2 separate regions of the Sus scrofa genome follow, and region 2 is linked to region 1. The links are chromatin contacts, called in public HiChIP or PLAC-seq maps. All regions are on one chromosome and are shown on one strand. The core of a region is the stretch at or near the end of the contact, and the rest is flanking DNA. Distances in the headings are between cores, read along the strand shown.

Evidence for each region. HiChIP or PLAC-seq counts read pairs in DNA pulled down with a chosen protein or histone mark.
Region 2: a contact with region 1 is called in an H3K27ac HiChIP or PLAC-seq map of skeletal muscle, with 14 times the contacts expected there. The contact joins two enhancer-like sites. A contact is called at or near these places in 9 of 47 Hi-C or Micro-C datasets (embryonic fibroblasts, fetal heart ventricle, fetal skeletal muscle and 4 more) and 1 of 2 datasets of contacts at active chromatin or transcription factors (skeletal muscle).

Annotation. Positions count from the first base shown.
Region 1 is chr1:208,095,909-208,103,226 of Sscrofa11.1, forward strand. No RefSeq gene overlaps it. Among named protein-coding and RNA genes, the nearest start is that of TRNAH-GUG, 40 kb to the left of the region's middle. Within about 2 kb of position 5,158, at least 12 of the 83 cell types and tissues checked have an H3K27ac peak or open chromatin away from gene starts, as enhancers often do. A contact at or near this core is called in skeletal muscle, where this site is marked.
Region 2 is chr1:209,142,114-209,148,911 of Sscrofa11.1, forward strand. The region is part of intron 2 of LOC106509171 (a long non-coding RNA gene); the gene reads left to right. It overlaps LOC106509172 (a long non-coding RNA gene), which reads left to right. Exons shown (of 3, transcript XR_001306470.2): 2 at 1,503-1,543. Among named protein-coding and RNA genes, the nearest start is that of MPDZ, 36 kb to the right of the region's middle. Within about 2 kb of position 4,263, at least 12 of the 83 cell types and tissues checked have an H3K27ac peak or open chromatin away from gene starts, as enhancers often do. A contact at or near this core is called in skeletal muscle, where this site is marked.

The DNA of each region.
Region 1 (7,318 bases), core at 3,908-6,407:
TTGAGTAAGAAAGACCTGCAATGTATACATCTAAGGATAACCTGACCCCCTTGCTGTACAGTGGGAAAATAAAATTAAAAAAAAAAAAAAAAAAGAAAGACCCTGTCTCAGGCTTCTTAAATCTTCCAGGCCAATAGGAACTTTCCTTCCCCAATGATGGATAACATTGCATTTAGAAAACTGAGATTCCAGAGACTAGAAGCAAGGCCCCTTGAGGAAAAAAAATCTCACAAATCTGCTATCTGTGCAGTCAGATTCCAGGGGAGAGAGGATGAGAGTGGAAGAGAGAACAAAAAAAGGTCAAATTCAGGACACTGATATAATGAAGCTTCAAGAGGGTGACACCCTAGCTTGGTACTGCTGGCAGCAACCAAGTTTGTCAGGGTATAGACACACATTTAGACTTTTGATAAAGACTTGAAACCATCACCTCTGTTGAGTATCTAGTCGACCACTACTTCTTGAAACTTGTATAATTCTAACTGGAAATCCACCTATACAGTATTCTGTCCTCTCTTGGGGTGATGAGAAAAACATTCCTGGATGTGAAGGTAGAATAGCCAAGAGAGGAAAAAACTGAGGCTACTTTTGGCTGGAGAAGCAGCTGCTGATTGGCCACATTGCAGGTGGCTCACCAGGAAGGCCTTTGCCAAGCCCTTGCCTCCTCCCTACCCCAGTGATGCAATATCACCCCATCGGAACGTTTTGTTCTCCAAGACCCTTGTTTCAATGGGTACATCCCATTAACAAGGCCAGCAGATGTCACTCCTGATCCACTTTTTCTCAGTAAGGAACCAAGGAGGAAGAGAACGGATTTGATTTCCCCATCACTGCCTTCTATTTGCTGGCTTTTCTTCTTCCTGAGATGGAGGCCCCCTGCTTGGTTTGCTTTGTTAATATTTGCATTATTCAATAGTTATTATGTGATAAGCATATTGTTTGCTTTAGGTTTTGGTTGGTTTGTTTTCTGGTGCTTTTATTCTTAGCTGGTGGCTTAACTTAAGTTACAGCTGTGGTTTATATGTTACTCAGCATGGGGAGGATGTATGTTTTTACAGATTCTTACCTGATGCCTCAAAAATCCAAAGTTAGGCCAAAAAAAAAAAAAAAAAAAAAAAGAAATAAAACCAAAAAAATATCCAGTAGGAAAAAAAAAATGTGGCTCTTATTCTGTAAAGCCATCCCTTTGGTGTCAGTTTTGAATTGCTCTCTTTTAGCATGAAGAAGCTTAGGTTTGCAAGGACTGTGGCAAACATTTCTAAATGCACACATTTTTTAAGCTTACTAAAGTAAGAAAAAATAATAGCATCCCTGCATGTTTGTCAAGGAAGAATCTTGTCCTTGTGCGAAAAAGTTTTGTCTAAAGATTATTTATTGTAAGTGTAAAGTGTACTGATTTGAAACAGAATGTAAAGCTACTGTTTATAGTGCATTCTGCTATTTGTATTATACTATTTATTATAAAAGCATGCTTTAGAGTTGCTGTTGAAATTCTAAATCCCAGAACTTGCTAGTGAAAAAAAAAAAATACGTGTTTTTTGCCTTTGATCTAGTACTTGTTATAGCCGATTAGCTGTTGCATGCACCAAGGTAAAATGGTCATATAAGATGATTTCAACATGGGGGTGAAAGAATTTGAAAACTGCATGTTGGCTGGGCACAAAGTACATGTGGGCAATATACTCTTGCTTAAATTAAATGTTAAATATTTATCAAGTTGCTTAATTTAAAAAAATAACTTTCTCAAATAATTAAGAATAACAATAAAATCTAGACTATATATGCAACTTTTAAACTCTCACTGAACATTGTAAGATTTTATTTCTTCTCAGAATAGTGACTGTAATCTGTAATTTCATCACATTGTTTTTTTTTTTTCACTTAAACATAACTTCTGAGTTTAAAGAATTTTAAAATCCAATCCAAGTATACTTTTTAAAATAATCTATTGAGGGCAGGGAGATTTAAAAAAATCACTGTTTATGATTTGGAGAGTATTAAAAGTTAAAAACTAAAGACTACGTATTTCCAAGCCTGTGTTTCAAGCTGATATTTTAATTGTCTAAAAATTCTTTGCCATTTTTTAATTTTAATAAAATATGTTTATACAAAACAAAGTATGCATGTTAAATATTTTCTCAGCGTGTATGTAGGATTTTTGTATTATTGTCAACTGCAAACACAAGAACAAAGTAAAGATCATTTCTAAAAATTTGTCAGTTTGGCCTATGAAATTGTGTTCTATCTCTCTGTTCAACTCTCTAGACCAGTGATGTTCAGTGGAAATGTATAATTTGAGCCTTTAAACATAAGCCACACATGTAATTTAAAATGTTGCTAATGGCCACATTTTATAAAGGGGAAAAAGAGGTGAAATTAATTCCAGTAATCGATTTCCAAAATACTGTTTTAATATGCAACCATTATTAAAACATTGTACGTGAACTATTTTACATTTTTTTCTCTGTGTCTTAAATCTTCAAAATCCTCTGGGTATTTTTACTTACGGCACATCTGAATTGTCACTAGCCCACTTTCAAGGGCTCAGTGGCCACATGTGGCAATGGCTGCATGATCAAATTCCTACCTCTCCAACACATTGGCCGAATGGCTTTAGAAAACATTACTGTGGAGTTGACACCAACCTGAAAGACCTAGACATCGGAGCTAAATTTTTAGTGGAGCAGAGTCTTCTTGGTTCCTGTTCTGTTTTGTTTTTATCGGCTTTCTTTGGTCCTAAAGATGCATCTATCACCCTCAAGCTGTGGGACCCTCTGTTCATGCGTATGAAGTTGAGTTGATGAGTTAAGTCACTCGGGAGAGGGTGACCTGGAGCAAACATTATTCTAAAATGGCTCAACTGGAAGAGGCATCTAGCCAGATATCCACTCAGAACAAGGAAAGAATCCCAGTATCTGCTGACTTTGGTATTGTCCTCTGTACAGTCCTGAATTGTAACCCAGGGATTCCGAAGAGAATGTCAATTCGGTGCCTCGAATTTTCTGGGAGTCTAAATTTCACAGCGTTGAGCCAGATTTTCTTTCAAATATTTCACATTTATTTCAAATAATACCCTACCCTATTTCTTAGGCTATGTGTGTCTCAATTTAAGGTTCAGAAAATATGGCCACTGGGGCAAAGGTGCCTCCAGTTGCAGAGCCGGTTTTCCAGGCTTTCATAGAGTTGGCATTGAATTGTTTGAAAGTGGTTAAGGAAAGAATAGAAGAGACAGGGAGATAAACTATAGATAATTCAGGGAGAAGAAATAGCACAGATATTCTGAGGTTTATCCCCTCTTCACAAGCCCTAAATTGCTAAGTTTAGTCTAGAAGAAAGTAAGTTTTAAAATGAAAATGAATTTACAAAATGCAGATAAACACCTTCCTTTGTCCTTTTCATCCCTCTGCTATCAGACTCCACTCCAAAGTCTTTATTGAAAATAGGTAAGGAGCCATGGGTCTTTGCCATTTCCAATAATGGTGAGGGAAATATTCATATTATGTAAGTACCTTGCATGGAACCTGGAACATAGTGGGTACTAAAGAAATGGAGTCTATTACAAGAAATATTATAGAGGTAAAGAACCGCTCAAGCAAAATGAGAAAACCATGAGAATGACGGAATAGCACCATCCCTTTAATATCTGTCATTTTTCTGTTTTTTCTTGGGTGCTCTCAAGGACAGTGACTGTTGTATCTTCTTTGCACCCTTCTGAATGAAATCTTATTTTCCTCCTTATTAATATACCTTAATTAATAGAAATGCATGTGTCTAGCTACTTCGGCAGAACACTTCAGTTGGATAACAATTTTACATGATTTTGCTAGCTATCTTGTTATTTTCCCCTTACACTGAAAGAGAATATTGGTATTAAGGTATAATCATTACTTCATATAGTCTTGAATAGGTATTTAATGGTTTTCCTAAATTGGTTCTGAGTCTCTTCTTAGTCTCAGGTGAGATAAAGACTTGTAAAGATTTTCTCAAATCTTGAAAAAAAAAAAGTTTTTTACTCTCTACCCATTTTTCATATTACAAAGAAAAATACCACACTGGCTATTTTTAAATCTGTTGGAAATGAGAAATATGGATTGTTTTCTCCAAAACTAGCACTGACTTATTATCTTTACTACCCAAATTTCCCATTGCCGTCACTGAACATTTGCACAAAGCAATTCAAGAAGAATTTATCTAATAGCAAGAATAGTGTTATCTTTGCATATTTACCTAAGCCTCTGTTGTTTACCCACTCTTTGGGTTTTTTTCAGCGATTCTATGAGAAACAGCCATTATGTAATACTGCAGAAACAACATGCAGTGGAACAGGGCAGTAGAAATCTTATTAAAGTTCACTTTGAGTAGGCAGTGGGTTTTTCTGGTTTGTTTTGCCTTTCCACTGTTACCCATCTAATACCCATGCACCTTCTATTTAAAGAGGAAGAGAGACAGAAAGAACAAGACAGGCAGACACTGAGAGAGAACTGGACACACAGAGTTTACTATAAAGAAATGATGTCCACTCCTTTTCCCAGAAACGAGAAGAGATTCCTTAGCATCTCTGAGTCTACCTAGTTTTTGGAAACAAAATTATATTCACTTCTTGTTAAAGTTATGGCTTGCAGGCTAGAACAATGGCCTTCCCAAATCCGTCTGTATCCCCACACTCTTGAGGGGCACTTCGTTTTCAATGTCATTAACAGCTCAACAGACCACAGGAACCTCACATTCTGCTATGGAGCATGATACTCCGTCACAGGCAGGCTCCCGTGACAATGACATTTTCTCTGAGAGTTCTGTACAGCTGTGTCACTGTTAACTTTTAATGAACATCCTTCATTCCTACGAATAGTTTCAGTGAAATGAAACGGATGTGCAGTTTCTGCTTTCATCTCTACTTTATGTGGGACTATATACGATAATTCTGCGTGTCAAAGGGGTTTGCGACATTAATTTAGGGCATTTTGAATCTAAAACCTAAGTTTTCCCACAGTTAAACACAAATGTAAGATAAGGTTTTTGTTTTTTGTTTTTTGTTTTTTTTTTTTTTTTTTGAAAGCCCCGGCTCTAAAATATCTTAGAACCTCGAATATACGGCAAAATAAAAGAGACTCACTCCCTACATGAATTTGGGCCCCACTGTTCATTTCAGGGGATTGCTGACTCAATGGAGCTCTCCCATGGCAGGCGTGCCAACAGCTCCTGAGAGGATGAGAGCACAGAGGCACCACCGTGTTATTTCGGAGCATTATTCTTTCTTGGTTTCCACAATAGCTGGGATCTGATAATTTAGCATTAAGCCTCTTTTCAACTATATGGAACTGTAATAAGGTGATTTAGCCAATGGGCTTTTCCATTGTCCTAAAGATTCTGTGATCAATTACACAGTAATAGGGAAAAAGAAAAAAAATAAGGGGTGGGGGGAAATGGGAGAAAAAAAGTAAACCAACCCATTATTCAAAACATTCAAAGCTGCTTTGAGAGAGTTGTTATTTATTGGCATTTTTTATGAATGAATATAGATATAGGAATCAACTGCAAAAGCCTCTGGGTACGTTCACATAATGAAAGCCCAATTAATATCCAAAAGCACAGTGCACCGCCGGCAAACGGGAGCTACAAGGACAATCAGTGGCTTCCGCAGCCAACGCTGACAGCTGCAGCGCCTGATAGAAAACAGCTTCAAAGGCCCGATCCCCACCCCGCCCCCACCCAGCCTCCACTCAACACTCGCATCGCATCTCGCCCTGGAGGAGAGGAGGCCAGGCCTGCAGGAACAGATGGGATACCAGAGGCAACCCATGGCTCTCCGTGATGTCACCAAAGGAGGCATTTGGGGAGGCTGTTTGGGTGGCAAAAATATGTCAAAGGAATATGGGAGGGGTTGGGGGCAGGACGAGGGAGAATGTTTTAGGTGAAATCAGCCAAGACCTAGGTTGGAGGATGGACTGCCGCTTGGTGGAAGAGGTCACGCTGGGTCCGGGCTCCGGCCGGCTTACATTTCATTTTTATTTTGGTGTGGATTAAGGGAGCTTTGCATTCATTGGGCTCACAAGAAAAGCATGTGGCACCGTGTCCGGTAGGCCGATTTGCTTTGGATTCACCCTGTATGCCAAGCCCGTGCCAGCCTGGGAGAGATGGTATCCCCCCACACTCTCTCCTGGCCCTTACTCCCCTTCTCCTACTACCTTTTTCAAACAGGATCCAAGCTTCCTTTTTCAAAGACGTGCCCTCTCCTGATCTTTTACTTTGTATTTCTTTTATGCCCCAGAATATTTATCAATCTCTGACTATTTCAAAAAACTGGGTTCTAAAATCAGAACTGCCGTGCGGGAATTCTGTTCTGGGTAGAAGGGAGCAGGGGCTCTAATGACACTAAAGGCTACCCATGGGGGTCTGTCTTACAGAATGGACTGATATCTGGTCACCCAGAAGTCTGAGGCAACCACTCAAAACCAGTCAATCTGAGCAGAAAAGTAAAGTTTGATTAAATAGATCATGGAAGAGAAGGAAGAGATCTGCATAAAATTTTCAATTCGTGCAGGGGTTGAGGGGGGCAGAGGGGATAGTAAGGGGGAAAATGTTCTCCTTTTCTTTGTAACAAATATGACAATAGATATTCATATTCTTCCTGACCTTTAGAGTTTACAAAGATCTCTCCTTTGATCTTCGGGTAAATTTAGGATACTTTTAGGCAATACTTGCAATGATGCTATTGTCCAGAGGAAGAAGCTAAGACTCAGGGTGATTCAGTGATGGGCTAGTGGTTAGAATTAAGAATTAAGAAATGTCAGAGGCAAGGTTTCATTCTCAGCTTTCTGTATCCTCTGCAAGATAAGGAAGCTATTTTAAGAAACCCATTAAACAGTCAGTGGTTTTGTTTGTTTGTTTCTTTGTTTTTTGGCTATCATTTCTCTACAAATATGTCCCTCCAATCAGAATGTCCACATTTTTCTGATGATGATACCTATCATGTTGCCTTTGTACTTATTTATTTGTCTGTTCCCACTCCCCAGTCATTGCATTGGGAGATCTTTGAAGGCAGGGACTTTCTTAGTCATCCCTGAATCTCTAATACCCAGAACGGCACCTGACATGTCATGTCAATCAGTAATGCTATTGAAGGAGGATGGATGATGAGAGTCTTATTTTAGCTATTTGTATAATTTAGCAATCAGCAGTTCAACCTCATACCTCCCTTCCTTGGTCTTGAAGAAATGGAATATGTTGGTTTAGCCATTTCTATATTTATAACTGTAACTGGCATTAATAAAAACAAAAAGATGATTGACTTGGATAAACGACGAGGGAGAATTATACT
Region 2 (6,798 bases), core at 3,013-5,512, 1.0 Mb after region 1:
TGCCAAAAAAAAAAAGATATAAATAAGGATTACAGTGAAATCTCCCAGAAGTTGGTCTCAACCCCAGCCCAGTGTCTAGATGGCTGAAAAATAGCAGGACAGATGACAACGTTGGAGCTTGCCACTGGAGGGTCAGCAGGCAGAGAAATAGCACCTGGGTAAAAGTGAAGAGTGGAGGTGTCCTCATTCAGAGCTGCCTCTCATAACTTGAAGCAGGTCTTTACATTTATGTTTCCAGATGGTTTCAACAAAAATGCCAGACATACTTGATACATCTATAGCTGGGAGCCCAACAACCAGATGGTTTGAACCCGGACACCAAATAGCCTTATTTGCAGCATCTGATTTGATGGAGAACAAAGACAATGATCAAGGAGAATTTTGTGAGCATCCCAACTGCTGTGGCTCTGCTTCAAGTGAAAGTACAGCAATGGGGGTGGTTAGGCACAGAGATGATGTTTCAAGACCCCAGATGGCTAGGGCCAACCATGCAGGTGTACTTGATACCATCTGACACCTATGTTGGCATGATTTATGGAAACATGATTTCAGTAATGAAATCATATTCCCTGCTAGAAAGCATGCAAACCCAATCCTACATTTTTTTCTTACTGTTTTAAAATTTGCCACCACAGGAAAAAATTAAAAATATCTTCAGTAGAGGACAAAGAAATCAGTCTTTAATGTGGAAGCTCTAGAGAGAACAATGACAAATAATTAGGTTAGGAAAGTTAGAATTTGACTATTCCTAGGCAGTAAGAGTTAAACATGCTATTTACACCAGCGCCGGAATATGCAATGCTTTTTACATATGTGTGGGAATATATTCCGCAGAAACCTGACCTTTGGACAAATCCTAAAAACATTTCATCTTGCCATTGTGAGAAAAAAGCCAGTTTTAAAGCATATATTTAAAAAAGAGAGAGAAGTGAGAAGAATGAAAAGCAACTTAACAAAGCCATCCATATAGTGGGGGAAAAGCACTTTGTAAAAAATAAAGCTTAAGTAAATAAACAACTTCAACTTAAAAACCAAATTCTTAACTTTACTGATAACTTAAAATATTTGCTGAGAAAACCCGTCAGTTGATTTTTCTTCCTTCTCTTCACAAATTATCTACTTGTTCTTAGTAATTTTCCATCTCTTCCTACACATTTGTGACTGTAATCCCTCAGGTTCACTTTATTGTTGCTTGGGAATTTTCTTGATTTATATTCACTTTTCAAAGAAATTAAGGAAATTTTCCAAGAATTATCCCAGATCCTAACTTATTGAACCATCTGCCATTAAATTTACTTATCAAGATTCTTTGTTTATTCTTTTAAGATTCTACACTGAGAGCTGATCAGATGTTATTTTTCTCAAAGAAACACAGATTGAGTTTTCACAGATGTTCAGATGTTTTAATTTTTGGAGTTTGCAATTCCCACTTGGATTTAATGAGTTCTTTAGTAATGCTGGCTTTTACTAGATACTATATGTTCTCACGCTTGTATTTTCAGCTCTAAACCACAACAAAGTACTGGAAAGAAGAGTCTGTGAAGTAAGTGCATTGTGGGAATGAAAGTCTCCAATGGCAGTGAGTTGAACTTGAGGGAACATCCTGAGCTGGGTGTGGGAAGAGAGGAGGGATGATAAATAAGAGAACACTGCAAAAAGTAAACTCTCGGCTCTGGAATTTAGCAACTTGCCCCTTCTCAAACAAATTCTAAATCTTTTTTTGGTATTTGTAATTATCTTTGATTATAAATAATGACAGTTTGTCTTTACTAGGAATTTGCCTGGCAAAATTTTAAATGAACATGCAAAGCTTAATGTTTGCAGAATCTGTTCTTAAGTTAGACCAAATCAAATAGCTGCTCATTCACAAGTTCAGATACAATCTTTATAGTCCAGCTTGCTTTCTTTTTTAAAGCTTTCTAAATTTTTTATTTTTACACAGTTTTTCAAGTTTTCTTTCCATTTACAATTACTACAAAATATTGGCTATATTCTCCATGTTATACAATACATCCTTGAGCCTATCTTACACCCAGTAGTTTTTATCTCCCACTCCCCTACCCCTTTATTGCCCTTCCTCCCCCACTGGTAACCACTAAGTTGTTCCCTATATCTGTGAGTTGGCTTCTTTTATGTTATATTCACTAGTTTGTTTTCTTTTTCAGATTCCATGTATAAGCTATCATACAGTATTTACCTTTCTCTGACTTACTTCACTTAGCATAATGCTTACTTCTGTTTCAATGTCAAACTCTGCAAGGAGAACTAAATAGCACGTATTTCCTTATGTAAGGGACTCAGCATGTATATCAGTTATGATTCTAATATTTCAAGTGCTTGGCACCATATATATATAATCACTCTTAGAAAGGATAAGCAATGAGGTCCTACTGTGTAGCACAAGGAATGCTATCTAATCGCTTGTGATAGAACATGATGGAAAATAATATGAGAAAAATAATGTGTGTGTGTATGTATACATATATAGGTATGTATAACTGGGTCACTTTGATTACAGTAGAAATTGATGGAACATTCTGTCAATTGATAAACAATCAATTATACTTTGATTTAAAAAAATTTAAGAGTTCCCGTTGTGGCTCAGCAGGTTAAGAACCCAACTAGTATCCATGAGGATGCAGATATGATCCCTGGCCTCACTCAGCAGATTAAGGATCTGGTGTTGCCACAAGCTACAGTGTAGTTCACAGATGCAGCTTGGATCTAGCATGGATATTGCTGTGGTGTAGGCCGGCAGCTATGGCTTCGGATTAGACCCCTAGCCTGGGAACTTCTGCATGCCGTGGGTGTGGCCCTAAAAAGACCAAAAAAAAAAAAAAAAAAGTTTTTTTAAATAAAAACACTAAATAAAATTATTTGTATCCCTAGAGGATATTGTGGGAACCACAATAGTTTCCTGTGATGGAATTGATTCATGGGAATCAAAATGAAAGTTTATAATTGAAACAATATGATATAGGATGGTATAACAGGTATAAATTGTTGGAATTACTCATTACTGTAAATTGATGTTCTAGGTTTTATGATCTAGTATATATTATAGTAATCACATAGGAAGATGATCATTGCATGTTTTTTTTTTAATTGCATAGGCTTTCAAGCTATTGCCACATACTGAATCCAAGTATGATAGATTTAAAAACACAATTGAAAGAATGGAGTAATTTTTTTTTTTTTTTTCAGAAAAGAAAAAGAGAGAGAGCAGATAGGAGCTCTGATTGGCACAGCAGGTTAAAGGTCCAGTGTTGTCTCTGCAGTAGTTCAGGCCCAGAGCAGTGGGTTAAGGATCTGGCATTGCCTTGGCTGTGACTTAGGTCACAGCTGCAGCTGAACTTCCATATGTGGCAGGGGTGGCCAAAAAAAATGTGGGAGGAGAAGTCACTCTAATCATTTCATTGTATACCCTCTTCACTCTGACTTTTTTTACATGTGTGATTTAACTCCTACCCCCACTGTGCCGCACCAAATTATTGTGCTTTGAAAGCCTAGATGAGTCATTTGCTTCTGAACTCCAAACTGAAAGAAACACAAAAAAGTACTTTCGGTGATAAAGGGCTACTAAGATTTGCAGTTATTCAAAGCAATTCGTGCTTAATCAAAATGTCAGTTTAACAGTGTTTCTTTTTCCATCTATTTTTTAACATGGCCTGAGGTAACCAGGTAAGAGAGACTGTTTAAAATAAAATATTAGTAAAGTAAATTTAATTTGTGCTATTCCAGGAATAGATGGATTTTTTTATTGATAAACTCGAGAATATAAAATACATCTATATGTCCAATATTAAAACAAACTCCATATATATCCAAATGCAGAAGTTTAAATGTAGCTAATAAAACTCAGAAAATCACTTTAAAAAAAAAAGGAATACTGTCTGAACATAATATAGAACACCTATCTTACTTCACTTGCCAAAATTATCATTATGATGAAAGTCAAGAGGCATTCTCAATAACAAGAGAAAAATGGCCAGGATGTGTGTTTTTTTTTTTTTTTTTTTTTTTTTTTTTTTTTACCCCTGTCAGGCAGAATCCTGGCAGGAGGCTCATGACATAGTCAGGCTGGATAACAGGGTTAGAGAAACACCACAGGATTCTGCAGCATCCCAAATTAGCATCAGCAGGGAGCCTGTGACCACTTACAAGCCTGAAAGGACAAGCAGAGGACACGTCACCAACTGGGATAGGGTAACAACGTGGTGAGAAGCTGCCCCTTTAGCAGGACACAACCCAGGCAACAACTAAGCAGAGAGGAAGCTATGGAAATGGTGATCTTCCCCTCCCTTTCCTGCCTCTCATTTCCTGCCAGTATCCTTATTGGTTGCAACTAACTGGAAACCAGAAAGCCAGGAAGCCGTAATGAAACCAGGCTTCCAGCTCTGGGAGAGGGCTCTTCAGGGATAAGAGACATATTCAGCGCAGGCTTGCCTGTGTCACACAGTAAGAGCTGAATCCAGACATAGGGGAGAAATCTGGATATAGAACCTGAGCTTTTAATTACCACATGGCTGCTTCTACTTAATTTCAAAATTACCTTATTATCTGAAGATAATCCAAAGGGAAAAAAATGATTCCAATTTCACGGCAGCAAAAATCATAAAATGCCTAAATATAGAAAATATCAAGATACAAAGGAGGGAGCTCCCTTGTGGTGCAGCAGAAATGAATCCGACTAATATACATGAGGACAAGGGTTCAATCCCCAGCCCCACTCATTCGTTTAAGGATCCCATGTGCCAAAACCTGCAGTGTAGGTCCCAGACGCAGCTCGGATCCTGTGTTGCTATGGCTATAGACCCAGGGTTATAGTTCCCATTCGACCCCTAGCCTGGGAATTTCCATATGCCATGGGTTCAGCCCTGAAAAGCAAAAAACAAAATCAAGATGCAAAGGAAAATATAAAATATTCCTTGAATAAATGGTAAAGATAATATGCTCCTAAACTGGAATATTGTGAAGATGTCATTTGATCCCAAATCAATTTTAGACTTAACCTGATCACAATTAAGTTCTTCATAATGTTTTTGTTTTTGTTTTTGTTTGCCATTTTGCCATTTCTTGGGTCGCTCCGGTGGCATATGGAGGTTCCCAGGCTAGGGGTCCAATTGGAGCTGTAGCCACCGGCCTACACCAGAGCCACAGCAACGTGGGATCCAAGCTGCGTCTGCAACCTACACCACAGCTCACGGCAACGCTGGATCCTTAACCTGCTGAGCAAGGCCAGGGATCGAACCCGCAACCTCATGGTTCTTAGTCGGATTCGTTAACCACTGAGCCACGACGGGAACTCCCTTCATAATATTTTTAAATTGATATTCTTTTTTTCTTTTTTTTTGCCAGAATAAACCACCCCTCCCCCCCCAAAAAAAGCTAAGATTTTTCTAAAGATTATTGAACAGGGTACTTATCCATTCATTTGAGAAACAATAAAATAAAATAATATTTAACTATAAAATATACTTTTTAACTAATTAAGTTAGCAGGTTTTTCCTGTCTGTTTTATTTTAAACCTCCAGTGCAATGTATATGGATTGGAGCCTTAAATATGTTCATACACTTTGACCTAGTAATCCAATTTTTAGTAATTTTGCCTTAGAAGATAGGCTACCCAGTGATCTATAGACAAGCATTCATAGCATTATAATAGATTTGTAAAATAAAAAAAATATTCAGTGGTATGGAATTAAATAAATAATGGGAAAGTTATGTAAGACAATGCCACATAAACTCTAAAGTCATTTGTTGAACATTATTGAATTTGGTTCCAAAAATTGTCTCTTTTCTCAAACATGCACAGGAAATGGTAGAGGGGAGGGAGATCCACCAAAATGTTAACATATGGTTTTCCCTGATGGTTAGTTTGGAATAATAAAGTTTCTTCTTTTTATGTCTGTTTTTCTTAGATTTTCTGTTTGAGAGCTACTTGTGTAATCAAAAGGAGGTTTGTGTGTATGTGACAGTGTGTGTGTTGTATGATTTGGAAAACAATTTTTAAAGATTAAACTGCTAAAATTAAAAATCAGACTAAAGTGTGTGTAATTGTACACTACACATGTGCAATGCATATAATTTTATAAAAGCAGGGAAATAAAGTAGATCCTAAAGTAAAGAAAGAATTTAGGAAAAATATGCAGATGACGAAATTTCAGTATTTTTCTAACTTAGGTCTATTCTATTAACTATCCCTCAGATAATAGCAGAATGAAGTTATTTCCCAAACAAATTTTTGGAAATGTAGGGCCACAATTCCCTGTAATTCTTTTTCAAGTAATTAGTAGGTGATTATTAGTATTTACTGATTAAAAAAGAAGCTATATAATAAGTAATACCACTCCCCTGGTGCATAGTCACTGATATAAGTAATAAAAACCCATTTCCCTTAAATATACATTTTAAAATATACCACTAGCATTGAATTTAACAACGAGAACAGTGAAGCCAGATATGTATATATTAGGCGATATTGCAAGCCAATCAGAAAATGCTAGATTTTCAAACAAATAATGATAGATAATTATTATACAAAAACGCAATATTAGATAATCACTAAACTTTATTTCAGATGCTTGAGAAATAAATATCAAATGGATCAAAGCATGTACAAACCAGAAGAAACTGTAAATATGTAAAAAAAAAAAAAAGCTTAAGAAAATGAAAGTATTTTATCACAAAAGAATTGGAAATATCATGAAGGAAAATATATAAGAATTATAAAATTTAAAACTTTGTTTTTTAAAAAAATAGATGAAATCTCAAATGTAAAATTAAAAAAATAAATTC